Linked DNA regions of Mus musculus: region 2 is linked to region 1. Evidence: chromatin contacts called from public Hi-C data. All regions are on one chromosome and are shown on one strand. Each heading gives the region's core, a stretch centred on a gene start, on an enhancer-like site or on the middle of the called end of the contact. The rest is flanking DNA. Distances are from core to core; before and after follow the strand shown. Region 1 overlaps Pde7a (phosphodiesterase 7A). Region 2 has its middle 54 kb from the start of Gm42188.

Region 1 (7,957 bases), core at 1,602-4,101:
GTATCTAGCATTACAATACATACCAGAGGCCAAACCTCAACAGTTACAGGGTCTCACTTGCAGTTCCCCAAGATAATCTTTATTAACTGTCACTCAGGTTCGGGCTTTTTGTTGCTTTTCTCTTGAGCCTAGCCTTTTATGTTGTCTTCATTACAGCAACTGACTGCTGAAACATACAAAACTCTTCATAGATTTCCCATAGTTCTCGGGTGTGTTGGCTTGTAGTTGTTTCCTTTCATTGTGGCAAAGCTGTATGAAGCTTGGATTGTTTGCTTCATAGTTATATGGTATGAAAAACATCTGTGTCTATGTATGCTTGAGCTGTCTAGTGTGGGTCAGACTGGTCTCATTGTCTTGGGTTGACTGACTTCGGCGTGTAGTACCTGTACAAGGGCATCTGCTGTGCCTGGAGTTTATTGCTACTTTCTGACTCTTAAGCATTGGTGTTTGCCTGGCACTTTCCGACCTGTATGTCTGTCTTTGCTTTCTTCTTCAGTTTCCCATGGCCTCTCCCTACCTTCCTATTCACAAGCTGCTTTGTTTTGGTGATTGATTGGTCTGCAAAAGTGTTTCTTGTCTTCTGTATTGGATTTTTTTTTAATATTTTTATTAGGTATTTTCCTCATTTACATTTCCAATGCTATCCCAAAAGTCCCCCATACCCCCCCCCACTCCCCTACCCACCCACTCCCACTTTTTCACCCTGGCATTCCCCTGTACTGGGGCATATAAAGTGTGCGTGTCCAATGGGCCTCTCTTTCCAGTGATGGCCGACTAGGCCATCTTTTGATACATATGCAGCTAGAGTCAAGAGCTCAGGGGTACTGGTTAGTTCATAATGTTGTTCCACCTATAGGGTTGCAGATCCCTTTAGCTCCTTGGGTACTTTCTCTAGCTCCTCCATTGGGGGCCCTGTGATCCATCCAATAGCTGACTGTGAGCATCTACTTATGTGTTTGCTAGGCCCCGGCCTAGTCTCACAAGAGAGAGCTCTATCTGGGTCCTTTAAGCAAACGCTTGCTAGTGTGTGCAATGGTGTCAGCATTTGGAAGCTGATTATGGGATGGATCACCGGATATGGCAGTCTCTAGATGGTCCATCCTTTCATCACAGCTCCAAACTTTGTCTCTGTAGCTCCTTCCATGGGTGTTTTGTTCCCAATTCTAAGAAGGGGCAAAGTGTCCACACTTTGTACAACCACTCTGGAAATCAGTCTGGTGGTTCCTCAGAAAATTGGACATAGTACTACCAGAGGATCCCGCAATACCTCTCTTGGGCATATATCCAGAAGAGGTCCCAACCGGTAAGAAGGACACATGCTCCACTATGTTCATAGCAGCCTTATTTATAATAGCCAGAAGCTGGAAAGAACCCAGATGCCCCTCAACAGAGGAATGGATACAGAAAATGTGGTACATCTACACAATGGAGTACTACTCAGCTATTAAAAAGAATGAATTTATGAAATTCCTAGCCAAATGGATGGACCTGGAGGGCATCATCCTGAGTGAGGTAACCCAATCACAAAGGAACTCACACAATATGTACTCACTGATAAGTGGATATTAGCCCAGAAACTTAGGATACCCCAGATATAAGATACAATTTGCTAAACGCATGAAACTCAAGAAGAACGAAGACCAAACTGTATTGGATTCTTACATAAACATCTAGCGTGCACTTGTAGTTGTGCCATTATAGACCAAGGCCATTCTTTGTCTAAAGTTTCAGATAAATTAGTTGACTCCCATATACTTGTCTTGAAATCACACCTGTTTCAAAGACAGCATTCCTTGAATTCATGGAGCTATCACTAGAAACAGCTGACAAGATGGCACAGTTGGTAAAGGTACTTGTCACCAAGGTGAGTTCAGTATCCAGGACCCACATGGTGGGTGGAAGGAGAGAGCCAACTTCTGCAAGTGTGGTACATGGAAGCATGGCACAGTGAAAATGAAGAGTCATGTCTTATATGAAATACTGTCTGCCTTTGTTCACAAAGCATTTCACTAAAAGAAAAGTGGGCCAGTGTCATGGATCAGTAGGTGAAGGTGATTGTGGCCAAGCATGAAGACTTAGGTTCAATTGTCAGTATCCACATGGTGGAAGGAGGGAATCAACTCCTGCAAGCTGTAGTCCGACATGATCATGTACGTATATGTACACACACACACACAACATCATTTTCCCCTGCCAGTGACCCGAGTTCCTACTCCTATTGGTGGCAGTTCCCTTACCAACTGGTTCTTGTGGAGATGCCATGTTGATGCATAGGGAAATGCTAGTTTCCAGAATGTTCTCAGATTCCTGCATTTAAGAACTGTTGGTTTTCATTGCTTTGTCCCAGACTTGGAAGAAGCCAGTATTCTAGATGTCTTTGATAACTTTGTTGCATAAACTATGCAGGCTGGTATGAATTGGACCTTAATCTTAATCCAATTTAAAGGTCATTGCTCTTTTGGACTCTATGGAACTGGTGGAGTTGAACTTGGCCCTGATGTGATTTTGCAGCTGCTCTTTGAAGGAGTGTGCGCTGCTGAAGCCGGCACTTGCTTCCCATCCTCTCCCAGCTGGCTCATAGGGAACTGGAAAGTTCACACCTTTGAGCCCAGCACTTGGGAGGCAGAGCCAGGTTAAGCTCTGTGACTTTTAGACCAGCCTGTGTCCACAGAGAGCGTTCTAGGATAGCCAGTGCTATACAAAGAAACCCTGTATTGAATTTTTTTTTAAAAAAGAAAAGAAAAAGGAAGAGTTTTAAAGAGTTTTGAATCTCTTACTTAATCATCAAATCATCAGACTGAACAGTAATTCTGTGAACCAGGATTATACGAATTGCTTAAGGGGAAAGTACTGATGATACATTTCATTCTTATTGCAGTGAGTCATTTATTATTCATAGTGAAGCTTTTACTACATACATTTAAAGTTCTGTCAAACTATTTTGAAATCATGTCAATATACAGTTAGTTCTGAAGTACTTTCATATGCAGTGGTTTTCAGTATTAAATATGTAACCATAAAAATGAAATCTACTCTTAAAAGTTAAAAGTATAAGGTTATGTTTTTAAAATATTTAATGTTTATAATTATCATTTTATTTGTTTTTTTGTTTGTTTGTTTGTTTGTTTGTTTGTTTGTTTTTGATGCAGGGTTTCTCTGTGTAGCCCTGGCTGTCCTGGAACTCACTCTGTAGATCAGGCTGGCCTCGAACTCAGAAATCCACCTGGCTCTGCCTCCCAAGTGCTGGGATTAAAGGCGTGCGCCACCACACCTGGCCCTTATAATTATCATTTTATTACACATATAATATATACTTTATAAGTTTATTGAGTGCTTGCTTCTTTCCCCCAAACTGTACAGAGATTGTATGCTGTCTCATTTGCTCTCTGCCTTCAGTCCTCAGGAGCCAGCTTTACAGATAAAGAACTGAGGATCATTCAGTAATCTGCTTTATGTTACAAAGCTGGTGACAGAGCAGGAGTTCCACCCAGCCTTTACCCACTCTGCCATTCTGTATCCATTCTCAGCACAGGCAGCTGAATAACATTGCTCACAGAAGCCTGGAACAGTGCTTCTCTATGTGTCAGTATATTCTGAGATATGCTAAGACTAAAAATTCTTCTTTAAAAAAACCCCAAAGAACAAAAAGACTTGTCCCATAGATGTATGATAACTAGAATTACTCTTTTTTAAATGACTTTTAGATATGGCTTTCACTCTTTTTTGTTGTTGTTGTAAGAAAACTAGGGACAAAAAAGAAAAATTAGGAGCCGGGTGTGGTGGTGCACGCCTTTAATCCCAGCACTCGGGAGGCAGAGGCAGTTGGATTTCTGAGTTCGAGGCCAGCCTGGTCTACAGAGTGAGTTCCAGGACAGCCAGGGCTACACAGAGAAACCCTGTCTCAAAAAAAAAAAAAAAAAAGAAGAAGAAGAAGAAGAATTACAATACAGAAACTATTTAGAATTTTTTTATTCAGTCTTTGTTCAGCATAAAATTGGCTAAGCTAGAGCTAAAACCTTAAAGTACTTAATTATAAACATGAAAATCTGAGCAGTAATTTTCCATAGTAATTCTTTGTGTACAGAGGCAGTGATTGCAGGGTGCCCCCTTGTGGATTCCTGTGGCGGTGACTGTCTCCTTCAGGACCTTTCTGATGGAGCAGCTGTGCCCAACTGTGTGTGGCTTGGGTAGCAGGGAAGCACCTGCAGGAGAGATGGGAACCTGCTGTTCAGTGTAGCCCTCTCCAGCCTCTTTCTTCTCTTAGCTTGTATTTCTTCTTTATTTTCTACTTTGATGAAGGAAAAATACATATATTTTTAAAAATCACCAGCTCTTCTCCACTTTCTTTTCTGGTCCAGAAATACGGAAAAAGGATACCTGGACACAGTGCCCTTGCTCTTTAGCTTTGGTGATACTGATTGGTCTATGGCTATGCCATGGGGCCATGGTACTCTCTGATAATAACATGAGCTTTTGTATGCCTCCAGCTTTCTAAGCTGTATCAGCAAGTAAATAGTCCAAGCTTGATGACGGCTGACAAGTCTGGTCTGTTGTCTCTTGTGCTGTGAGATGAGTAATGACTCGCTTTATGTCACAGGATGAGCTCATCGGAGTATTGGTAATAGAGTTGGGTTTTTGTGTAATTTGGCCAGAGGATGAGCTTTTTAGTAATTATCTAAATGAAGGGTACTGGCTTCTTTTCCATTTCCAAATGCCTCCGCTTTCATATATTCCTAAATGCTATAATTCATTCAGCCTGGTGTCTCCCTGTACAGTGGCATAGGCTTAACTAGGTTGAAAGAAATGCTGTGGGCAGCCTTCCAAACTTAACCCTTAGTTTTTGCCCCTGAAGATGTCTCTATTGGAGTTTTCAGTGTAAGGACTTTGCTTCTACAGAGACAGGTATGAGAGAGACAGACAGACAGACAGACAGAGATAAGGGACAGAGGGTTATCAAGTGTGAAGAAAATACACATTTCCAACATTGTCACAGCAATGGATGTTTTATTGTTGATTTATAGTTCCCAACCCCTTTATTAGATTGTATTTTGGAAGCTCTTCCAGGACAATTCTGAAAAACCTTTTTCTCCAGCAAGGCCTGTATCAGATACTATTTTTCACGTGCCCTATTTCTGCGGAGTGAGGGAGTCAGGCTGTGAAGAAGGATTTACACATAAAACTTATTATTGCAGGATTCTTTATGAGAAAAATAGGAATTAGAAAAAGTTGAGTAGCTACCACTTTCTATGCACATGAACAATTGCTGTCACACACACTACAAAGTTTATAGTCTTCCTGCTTCTTTCTCCAGCAGATGGGAACAAATACAGAGGCCCACGTCAGGCAGTATGCAGAGAGTGAGGGACCTTGAAACACTCTGTCTGGAAAGAAAACATGACGATTGAAAGGACACACACCTAAGCACAGGTCTGCTCAAGTGTCCACACACATTACTGTTTAATTTCAGACAGAGAAGGACAGTTTCCTAATAGAAACTTTTCTTGTCAAATCTCAGTAATACACACATGCTACTGATTGCTGAAGGTCATCGTCTGATTGTGGTACTGAACAAAGTGCCTTGGAAAGAAAGGAAGGAAAGAGGGAAGGGAGAAGGAAGGAATGGAAAGGGGAAAAAAAAAAAGGCAGGAGGGCAGGCAGGTCGGCCAACCGGCTGGCCGACTGAAAGATAAATAAGAAAGTAGAGGAATTGAAAAGTTCAACCAGCAGGACCCAGGGACAAGTGTTGCTCAGGAGGGCGTTCAGAAGGCCTGAAGCTGAGTAACTTAGGAACTGTCAACTAGTGCAAGGAATGAACCATGGAGCTGATGTGCAGAGCTGAATAACAAAACGTGTCCTTTGATGCTTAAAGGAGCTGGATTATTCTAAGAGTAGAGGGAAAAAAACAGTTGTTAGGCTCATTGAAGGACACACTGTTTCCAGTGAAGAGCCACAGTGCCCAGAGTTTTCCTCTTTAGACAAATATGTGTTTATAGCCTTTAGAACCATTTATGTATATGTGTATATATATACATACATACATACATATACATGTATATGTATATATAATTAAATTATCTTTAAAATACTTTAAACTATCTCATTAGGATTTAAGATATGTTGTTACTGTAGTTGTTAATATCATCTATGTGACTGGGATTTGGCTTCTCAGTCATTTGAAACTATAATTTGTGTGTGTGTGTGTGTGTGTGTTTGTGTGTGTGTGTGTGTGTGTGTGTGTGTGTGTGTTTGCTTCCAATTTTTATATAGTGTGTTGAAACAGCGAAATGAGTAGTAGTAGTTAATGGAAATTAAGCTTTAAAGCTGAGTCTAAGCCCAGACGCTCTCATGGCTCTAGCACCTGTCAAAACTGGCCTTTACTCTTCTCTAATTCTTCACTTCAAAATAGGAAAAAGCCACCTCCCCATAGAAAGAACTGCTCGTGGAAATTATGAATTTTAAACAATGCCTCAGAGGTTAAAAGCACTGGCTGCCCTTCGAGAAGACTTGGGTTTGATTCCCAGCATCCCACACAACGGCTCACAACCATCCTTAACTCCAGTCCTAGGAAATCCAGTGTTCTTCTGGCCTCTCCCATCACTGCACACACTAGGTGCACACATGCAGACAAGGACCCATACACAGAAAATGAAGGAAAAATTTCAAGTGCTTGTATACACCTTAAGTGCTTGCATGGAACTTGGGGGTGTTTCAGAGGCAGCCTTCTTGGGGTCTGCCAGGTTTTCATGGTTACTCCCTTTCTTTCAGCTCAATCTGACATTGAAGCATCAGTCTCCGCCAGGAACATCAGAAGGTTACTAAGTTTCCAGCGATATCTCAGATCCTCACGAGTTTTTCGGGGTGCCACAGTTTGTAGTTCTCTAGACATTTTAGATGAGGATTACAATGGACAAGCCAAGGTTTGTACAACTTCTTCAAAATGAGTTGCTTGATAAGTTTACTGGGGCCTCCTCTAAAACACTGATTTAGATGCCCTGTCTGAATTGAGCCATTTTTGAGAGTTTAGAGCTGGTTGTTTCTAAGTAGGTATAACGGAGCAAGGAAAACTTCTGAGATAAAGTAGTAAGTGCATTTGTTTTCTTAATTTTCTATATTAGTTACTTAATAGAACATTAAGTAATGAGTTGATCAGCAGGACAATCAACTTTAAGCTAGCACAGAGTTGGGTGCTGGGAAGAATGTGAGCCCGGGCCTGATCTGATGCTTTAGTGCTGTTGATAAGGACACCGGGGTCTGTATCTCACTACAGATGTGCTTGCCCCATAGTTCCATACAGACAGCTCAGGAAGGTGGGGCCATCTTTTTCAGTCAGATGATATTGAAGGTTTAGCTAATCTTAACCGAAATGGTATTAGTAAGAATTATTTACTTTATTCTTACAGACTTTTCAGGAAATGTCTTAAGTAAGATAGAAGTGAAATGGGTTTGGTTTTGATCAAATGGGATTTCATATAATCTTGAATTTTAATGTACCTGAACTTATTTGTTCCTTAAATTTTACAGGCCAGATTTCTAAAGTTATATAGACTGGCTGCAGGGTGTCTTCTTTGAAGTTTCATTACAATATAAAGAAAAGAATCATTCCCTGCTTAGTAGATCAGTCAGTGGGAACTGTTGACCTGCTGTCGCGGTTAGAGTGTTGACCTGTGTGTTATTGCTGGTTCCTGACACTGTGCTTTCAACCTTCACAAGTGTCACACTAATATTACTTGTGGTGTTTAATTCTTCATCTTATACCACAGCAAACTTAGGGATACAAAATAAAAACCTTTACTTTAAAAGCGCACACTTCTGTGCCGTGGACTTTGGATGTGTTTGTTGTCTACAGTGTGTATCATCCTCAGAGCTGACTGCTTTACTGCTAGGTTTGAATGATATTTAAAGATTGTCAATAAATACCCCAGAATTCAGCAAAAGAAAAGAAAGAAATGGTTAGCAA
Region 2 (7,957 bases), core at 1,485-3,984, 180 kb before region 1:
CATGCTGGTGAGGATATGGAGCAAGGGGAACACTCCTCCATTGCTAGTGGAAGTGCAAATTTGTACAACCACTGTGGAAATCAATCTGGTGGTTTCTTAGAAATTTCAGAACAGTTCTACCTTACAATCCCACTATATCACTCCTGATCATACCCAAAAGATTCTCAACCATACCACAAGACATGTGCTCCTCTATGTTCATAGAAGTTTCCTTAGTAATAGCCAGAAACTGGAAACAACAAACCTAGAAGTCCCTCAACAAAAGAATGGATAAAGAAAATATGGTATATTTACATAATAGAATACTATTCTGCTATTAAAAACAAGGACATTATGAAATGTGTAGGCAAAAGAATGGAACTAGAAAATAACATCTTGAGTGAGACAACCCAGACCTAGAAGACATACATGGTACATACTCACTGATTAGCGGATACTAGCCCTAAGGTGAGTGGGTTGTTGTCTCCCTCCCTCCACTGGATGTCTCACCTGGCTACCGGAGGCCACTTCAGGCTCCATATCCCCTGCTGCTAGGAACCTCAGCCAGGGTCATTCCCATATCCTCCTAAAAGCTTCCCCATCCCTGGTCTCTAGTTTGTCCCAGAAATGTGCCCCCTTCCACTGATTTCCATTCTCTCTCCCAATTCTCCACCCCCATCTGCCCTTCCCACATCTGATCTTCACTGTACCACATTTCCCACTCAGTTCCCTCCATCTATCCACTTTCCATGTCTATTTTATTTCCCCTTCTAAGTGGGATTCAAGCATCCTACCTTGGGTCCTCCTTGTTATTTCGGTCTGTGGATTATAGCATGGTTATCCTGGTCTAGAAGGCAAAGGCAGAGGCATCATAAATCTGAGGCCAGTCTAGAATCCATAGTGAGTTCCAGACTAGCGTGTATCATGAAGCAAGTTCCTGTCTCAAACTTTTTTGAGGGGTAGGGGGAGTCAGGGGCAGAGTCTCTCTCTCTATCCCTATCTGTTCTGGAACCCATTATATAAACCAGGCTGGCTTCAAACTCAGAGATCTGCCTGCCTCTGCATTCTAAGTGCTGAGACTAAAGGTGTGCACCACCACATCCAGCTAAAAAAAATTTAAGCCAAACAAACTACAAGAAAATATGTGGGCATAATGATGTATGCCCATACTCCCAATACTCAAGGAGCTGAGGGCGATTCTGAATTTTGGGTCAATCTTTGTTATATATTAAGGTCCTGTACAAAGCAAATTATTTAAATGCTGTATAGAGTATAAAAACTACTTACCCTATATTTAACTATGTTAGGTATTATAAAGTCATCTGGAGATGATTAAATACACATGAGAGTGGTTTGACATACGTTATATGCAAACCCTCTGTCACAATTATATGAAGTACTTGAACATCTGCAGATTTTATCAGCTGGCCTTCCTGGAATTGACTATCAATGGATACCAAAGATAACTATAGTCATTATCCATACACACCTATTGAGGCTGAAATGTGGCTCATCTGGCTAGAGAAATAATTGTGAAATATACATTAAATCTTACATTTAACATGAAAGGGTAAAATGTAACTTATTATCTGTTGAATGATTTATTTACTTAGTCAGACTGAATAAACTATATTGTTAAAATTAATTTTGACTTTTTCTTTTGAAATGTAACTACTGAAGTGTTTTAATTTCATACATGATTTCTATTGGATTTCTGATTGATGGTACTAGCCTTGGAAGGAAAAAGAGAATATGCTAACACACACAACAGTTCTTCAAGCCTCCACCCAGTGGTAACAATGTCACTTCTGTTCACGTTTTCTTGTGCAAAACAAGTCCCATGATTATAGCAAACATTTTAGAGAGCGGAAGTATTACTGAACCATTACATACCCAGGACACCCAAAAGAAATGTCACAAAATATATAAAAACATATGACGAGGTATAACCACATCAACTGAGCATGCAAAGCAAGCACACCACAAGAAGTAGTTTTTGCATAAACACATCACATGTCCACAGAGGAGCTGTGGGAGTGTGGCTCAGAATACAGACAGGCAGCAACCCAGGACAGGAAGAGTAAAGAGTATACAAAGAGTCCTGTGGGTTTGTGCTGGACTAGGGGTCTGCTATCTCATAGGGAGCCAGAAGTTTGGATGCTCGAACCACACAAGCATAGAGGCTGTGAATCAGACCACTTTTCAAGCAATGGAACAGTGTCCTACTAGGGAAAGACACAGGCTGATAAAAAGCAAAAATAACAGAGATTGTAGAAAGGGGCTGGGAAAAGGGCCTCACGCTGCACTAGAAGGAAAGAGGCAGGGTCTATGAGCCGTAAGCAGAGATACACAAGATGCACAGCGCTGCACAGAAACCTCAGTCATGTGGGTGACCTACAACCCTGATGAAGACATTTCCTGTTCACTTCTCTCTGCAACAGGAGCTGCCTCCTGGATGACTTGTGGTCGGGGAGAGGCTATGAGTAAGAGTTTGCCAGGACCAGGAAGTATTCCCAGAGCTCTAAGAGAAAACTCCAACCACTTAAGGAAAAGCAAGTACCATCTTTGAGTCTCTTGCACCACACACCTGATGTCTGGAGCTGCATACTGACCTCACAACCCATTTTCAATAGAGCACTCTCTTGTCTAGAAGTCACTGTAGTTGACATAGAAACAGGTAGTTCTCTTGTCTCTGCCTTACATCAACAGTGCCACATGCCAAGGGGCAAGATTTAGCAAAGCAGACTTAAAGTGTGACTCATCACAAAGCCCATTAATCCCAAAACCTGGCCAGAAGGCTAGTCTTTCTGAGTGTTCACCCGATTGCTGTTTGTCGGTACTTGTTTGGGGGCAATGTTTGAAGTTTATTCCTTCAGTTTATCTTACAGATAGTTTCTTAACCTTATGTGGGGAAAACAAAGAAAGATCATCAGAAAGAAGATGTGTGGGAACCCAGCTTCCTTTGAGTTTTGGTTTTGAGCCAGAGCCTCAATATGTAGCTCTGGATCTCCTGGAATTCACTATGTAGACCAGGCTGGCCTCAAATGCAGAGAGATACAGCTAGGCCTGCCTCCCAAGCTCTGGAAGTAAAGGCATGCACCAGCACAGCAGGCTGGAGCCCAGCTTTCTAACAGGCATGAGACAGACCTGACTCATCAGCTGAGGGCCTCTAGGCTGCTATGTAAAAGAGAAGCAGGGGAGTGTATTTGTTTTTTTCACATGAGGCTTTAAAGAAGGACCAGGAAATAAGGTGAAGGCTGGAGGTGAAGAGCTGGAGAGAAGGGCCTCTGGCCATCTTTTCCCCTCCCAGACTCATTCAATTCTAAAACCATGGATCAGCTTCGTGGGCCAAAAACCTGAGTGTTACTTGCTTCCTCTGTATTTCACGTTTCACACAGACTCTAATAAGAAATCCATTGGAGCTGGAGAGATGGCTCAGCAGTTAAGAGCACTAACTGCTCTTCCAGAGGTCCTGAGTTCAAGTCCCAGCAACCACATGGTGGCTCACAATTATCTGTAATGGGATCTGATGCCCCCTTCTGGTGTGTCTGAAGAGTGACAGTGTACTCATACACATAAGTTAAATAAATAAATTTTTAAAAACTTAAAGAAAGAAAAGAAATCTATTGGAATCAGTCTCCAGGTGAGTGAGAAAACATTGCATTCTTGCCCAGGAGGGCTACACTCAGCCACACCCTGCAAATGGCTTCAGAAATCCACTCTCTGCACTCTTAGACATAACAAAGGCCTTAGGATTCCAAACTTCTGCTAAAGTTCTCTGACTGCAGTGGCTTCATTTGTTACATAGATTTACATCTAATTTTTCTTTCATTTCTGTGATACACCTTAGGGATTCTTCACATAAGAATCCTTTGGGGAATGTAACATTGTTTCTACCTTCATCACCTTCTTGGGTTTGTTGTTTTGTAATTTTGTTTAATCATTGCTCTTTTATGTTTTTCTTCCCATACCTGAGTCAGAGGCTTACATATATAAGGACAACTTATTTTCCAAGTGTCAATATCCATTTTATTGTTTAGTCTACCAGAATACCATCCAGTTGCCTAAGAAGTTTCTGAACTGTAGACTGGGAGTGTAGCTTCTGAATGAGCCATAACACAGGTCTAGAAATTCCCCGGGTGAATGGGGTTAACTTGTCAGACAGAAGTTGCCCCATTGCGTGAACAGAAATATTTTTCAGTTTGTGCATCACAGTCTAACTCAGATGCTGGCCACTCAGTCTCATAAACAAGAGACAGACCCTTCAGTGTGTTCAGATCATAAAACTAGGGTTGCTCCTCTGAGAGCACAGTGGGACAGACAACCTCTGGAGCAGAGTTGCCACCCTTCCTAATGCTGCAAGTCTTTAATACAGTTCCTCATGTTGTGGTGACCCCCCCAACCACAAAATTATTTTGTTGCTACTTCATAACTGTATTTTGCTTCTGTTCTGAATCACAATGTAAATACCTGATTGCAGGATATCTATGTGACCCCTGCGAAAAGATCATTTGACTACCTAAATGGGACGAGACCCACAGGTTGAGAACCAGTGCCCTAGCGGTTTTACACACCTGGCAGGAAAGGGGTTTTCACCTTTTCCCTAATGCTGACCCTGGATCACATCAGAATAAACAACTCTATTTTACAATATGTCCTACACTACAAAAACACTGTAGTCAGAGACACCATATTTTACAAAGGACATGAAAAATTCTTATCACCTAGTGATATTATAACCACCTCTACCTGTGATGCAGGACATTCAAACGGACTATGCTGTCATCACATAAAGTATAGCACAGGGGTCAGAGAGGTGGCTCAGCAGTTAAGCACGTGCTGTATCAGCACAGGGCCCAGAGTGTGGATCCCAGCACACACACGGAAGCCAGGAATGACCTTCTGGGCATCTGTTACTCCAGAACTGCAGAAAGCAAAGGCAAAGGGATCACTGGCGTTTCTTGGCTTCCAACTTAGCCAAAGATCTCAAACCCCAAATTTAGGAAAGAACCTTGCCACAAGGAAACACAGTGGGAAATGACAGAAGAGCAAGCAACGCCTTCCTCTGATCTCCATGCATACACACGTGCACATGAATAAACACACATAAGTGCACATATACCACATATACATATATGTAAACATATAAATGAAATAGAATAATGAAAAATTAAATTTGCAAAAAAGCACAGTACACAGTTATGTGCAGTACATAGTATTCTATAATAAATGACTATATTGCTGTTGTGGATTTACTGTTTTATACTTCTTAATCATTTTAAAGTATATTCCTTATATGAAAAAGTTTACTGTAAACCAGTAATGTCATGTAACAGCAGCAAATGGCTTCATATATTTTATTCCCACACTCCCTGGGTATATCAAGATGCATATGGATACATATGGAGTGACTGAACTAGAGCATCTAACTGTGTAACCGTGCCCTGAGTTCTCATGGCAACTACTCAATGACAGGACTGTCAGAACATCTCCTGCTATTAGGAGACACAGTGGTCTAACTAGATCTCAGTGATGTCCAGGTTCTGCATATTGTACTGGTCCACAACTAATGAGTCATGCACTGTTTTAACTGACATTGCAGGGCAGGAGGCAACCTGGAGGAAAGTGGAGGCTCTGAAGAGCCATGGAAGCATGAGAAAATGTTATCCATGTCCAAATGAATGTTTGAAGCCAAAATGTAGAAGTAAAACTATATTAGAAGGAGGGTTAGGAAAGACAGGGACACGAGGCAAGGAGAAACACTAAGTCAAGAGGCAGGCATGGTGAGACTGGAAAGTACCTCAATCCCCCCAGTCCCCAGCCCTCTCCTCCTCTCCCCGCATAACTCAGTATTGGACCTCCAGCCTTTCCTGTCTGGTAGGGTGCCAGAAAATGCACCTGCTCTGCTCTACTTAAGAAGTATGTGCCTGAATGTCCAGAAAAGTTCCTGACAATGTGAAGAATTTGAGGAGTTGCATCATAGTGTTGGCAACACACCCAGACAGGAACAGGGGTCAAAAGGGAAATGGAAGAGGCAAGATGTGACAAGACAGGCAGGGCTGGGCAATGGCTAGTTGAGTAGCAGATGTGAAGTATGTCTGCCTTTGGTGCCAGTAACCTGAGCCACAGCTGCATCAAATGACTCATGGAGCTTTTCCAGCAGTGCTGGAGGTAAAGGGCTGACAGAGCAATCAGTGTTCTAAGGAAACCTTCTATGTACTGTGCCAAAAACCAGGTTTTGCTATTAACGCCCAGAGCTCAGAGAAAGGCAGAGGCATAGATGTATTTATGCTTTCTGTTTCAGAACAGAGAACCAGAAATGAAATTTATTCACTTAGAAAATCCAAAGATTTGGGGCATGAATGGATTCCCTGCCTCCGGGTGCCACCTCTTTCTCCCGCCAATCTGGCTTTGTTCTCAGGCAAACTCTGAGTTCAGACTCACCTATTTTCCATTCTCTTTCAAGCAGAGAAAGAGAATTTTATTCTCAGTAGTTCTACATAGGGCTCAAAACTAGCTGTGTGGACTGATCTAGTCACAAGCCTATCTCCAACCTAGTTCCTGTGAATAGGTGAATGGAATCTGCCTTTGGCCCAGATCTGGGTGCGGTAGGAAGTTCAATCTTACCTGAACCCTGTGTACTAATGTTAAAAGTAATCCCTCCAAAGAAAAATCAACAGAACAGAGTCTGGAAAAGGAAATACAAGATCACAAAGAGGGTCAGATAAACCAAGATAGGGATAAATCTATGGAACCAAGTTGAATCATTGTCAGGAGAGTATTGAACTAAAAGGAACTGCCACATGTCTGGGCATGTGTGCCAATGCATGCCATGTGCACGCCACATGTATGAGTATGAAATGGGCCAGAAACAACCTCATAGAACAGTAAGTAGAAGGGTTGGTAACTGCAATGAAGAAGGACATGGAAATATGAGCAAGGCTTACTCCAGCTTCCTAGAAAATAAAATCCAACATAGAACTTCATAGCTAATGTCTACTTAGTTGTAGAACTTATGACAGCAAAAAATGAGAGTGAGAAAGGTTGGAAGCATGAGAACCAAACACAAGGTAGGACTCTATCAGGAAGAAAGTTAGAGGTCCTCTTTCATAAAAGGTCATATCTAGACATACCATACAGGAATTCCATAATGCAAAATAGTTCCTTATAGGGAGGGATGGAGAAGAATAATCTACCGTAGATACTGGGCTGGATAGTTTTATATGAACTTGGCATATGCTAAAGTCATTTGAGAAGAGGGAACCTCAATTTAGCAATTGCTTCCATAACATGGAGCTGTAGGCAAGCCTGTAGGGCTTCATCAATAAGCAATTGATGAAGGAAGCCCTAGTCCAGAGTTGGTGGTCCTGGTCTTGGGTTTTGTAAGAAAGCAGGCTGAGCAAACTGTGAAGAGCAAATCAATAATCGGCACCTCTTCATGGCCTCTGCATCAGCTCTGGCCTCCAGGCTCCTGCCCTGTGTGGACTCCTGCCCTCACTGCTTTTGGTGATGATCTGTTATATGGAACCGTGTGTGAATTAAGCCTTTTTCTTCCCACATTACTTTTGGTCATGGTGTTTCATCACTGCAGTAGTGACCCTAATTAAGACATTCACTGATCAGTTTCCTTTCTTATTTAACTCTCCTAAACTTCTGTGGTGACTCCAAGTTGTTCCAGTATATGAAACCAGATTACTCTATCCTGTGATATGGTGTATCATCCAACAGTATGTGAGGAAGTTGTTAGCATTCCTTCTAGGCTCCACCACACAGTTGCCTGGCAACAGCCAGGTGTGCCTGACTCACTATAAAAGGGGCTGTTTGCCCTCTCCTCACTCTCTTACCCTCTTACTCTTTTCCTTCTCTGTTCCTTCTCACCCCATTCCCCTCCCCCTCCCTCTTCACATGTTCATAGTCAACCTCTCCTCTCTCTCTCTCTCTCTCTCTCTCTCTCTCTCTCTCCTCTCTCTCTCTCCTC

What was found. A called contact is a pair of places that touch in the nucleus more often than the background predicts.
Region 2: a Hi-C map of Th17 cells shows a contact between it and region 1, with 1.9 times the contacts expected there. The contact joins two enhancer-like sites. A contact is called at or near these places in 14 of 484 Hi-C or Micro-C datasets (3T3-L1-derived adipocytes, B cells, CD4 T cells and 8 more), 4 of 115 datasets of contacts at active chromatin or transcription factors (CD8 T cells, effector CD8 T cells, memory CD8 T cells and 1 more) and 2 of 9 other capture datasets (adipose tissue and liver).

What each region holds. Positions count from the first base shown.
Region 1 is chr3:19,242,010-19,249,966 of GRCm38.p6, reverse strand. It overlaps Pde7a (phosphodiesterase 7A), which reads left to right. Exons shown (of 13, transcript NM_001122759.2): 4 at 6,766-6,917. Among named protein-coding and RNA genes, the nearest start is that of Mtfr1, 58 kb to the right of the region's middle. Within about 2 kb of position 2,851, at least 13 of the 459 cell types and tissues checked have an H3K27ac peak or open chromatin away from gene starts, as enhancers often do. A contact at or near this core is called in Th17 cells, where this site is marked.
Region 2 is chr3:19,424,373-19,432,329 of GRCm38.p6, reverse strand. No RefSeq gene overlaps it. Among named protein-coding and RNA genes, the nearest start is that of Gm42188, 54 kb to the right of the region's middle. Within about 2 kb of position 2,734, at least 135 of the 459 cell types and tissues checked have an H3K27ac peak or open chromatin away from gene starts, as enhancers often do. A contact at or near this core is called in Th17 cells, where this site is marked.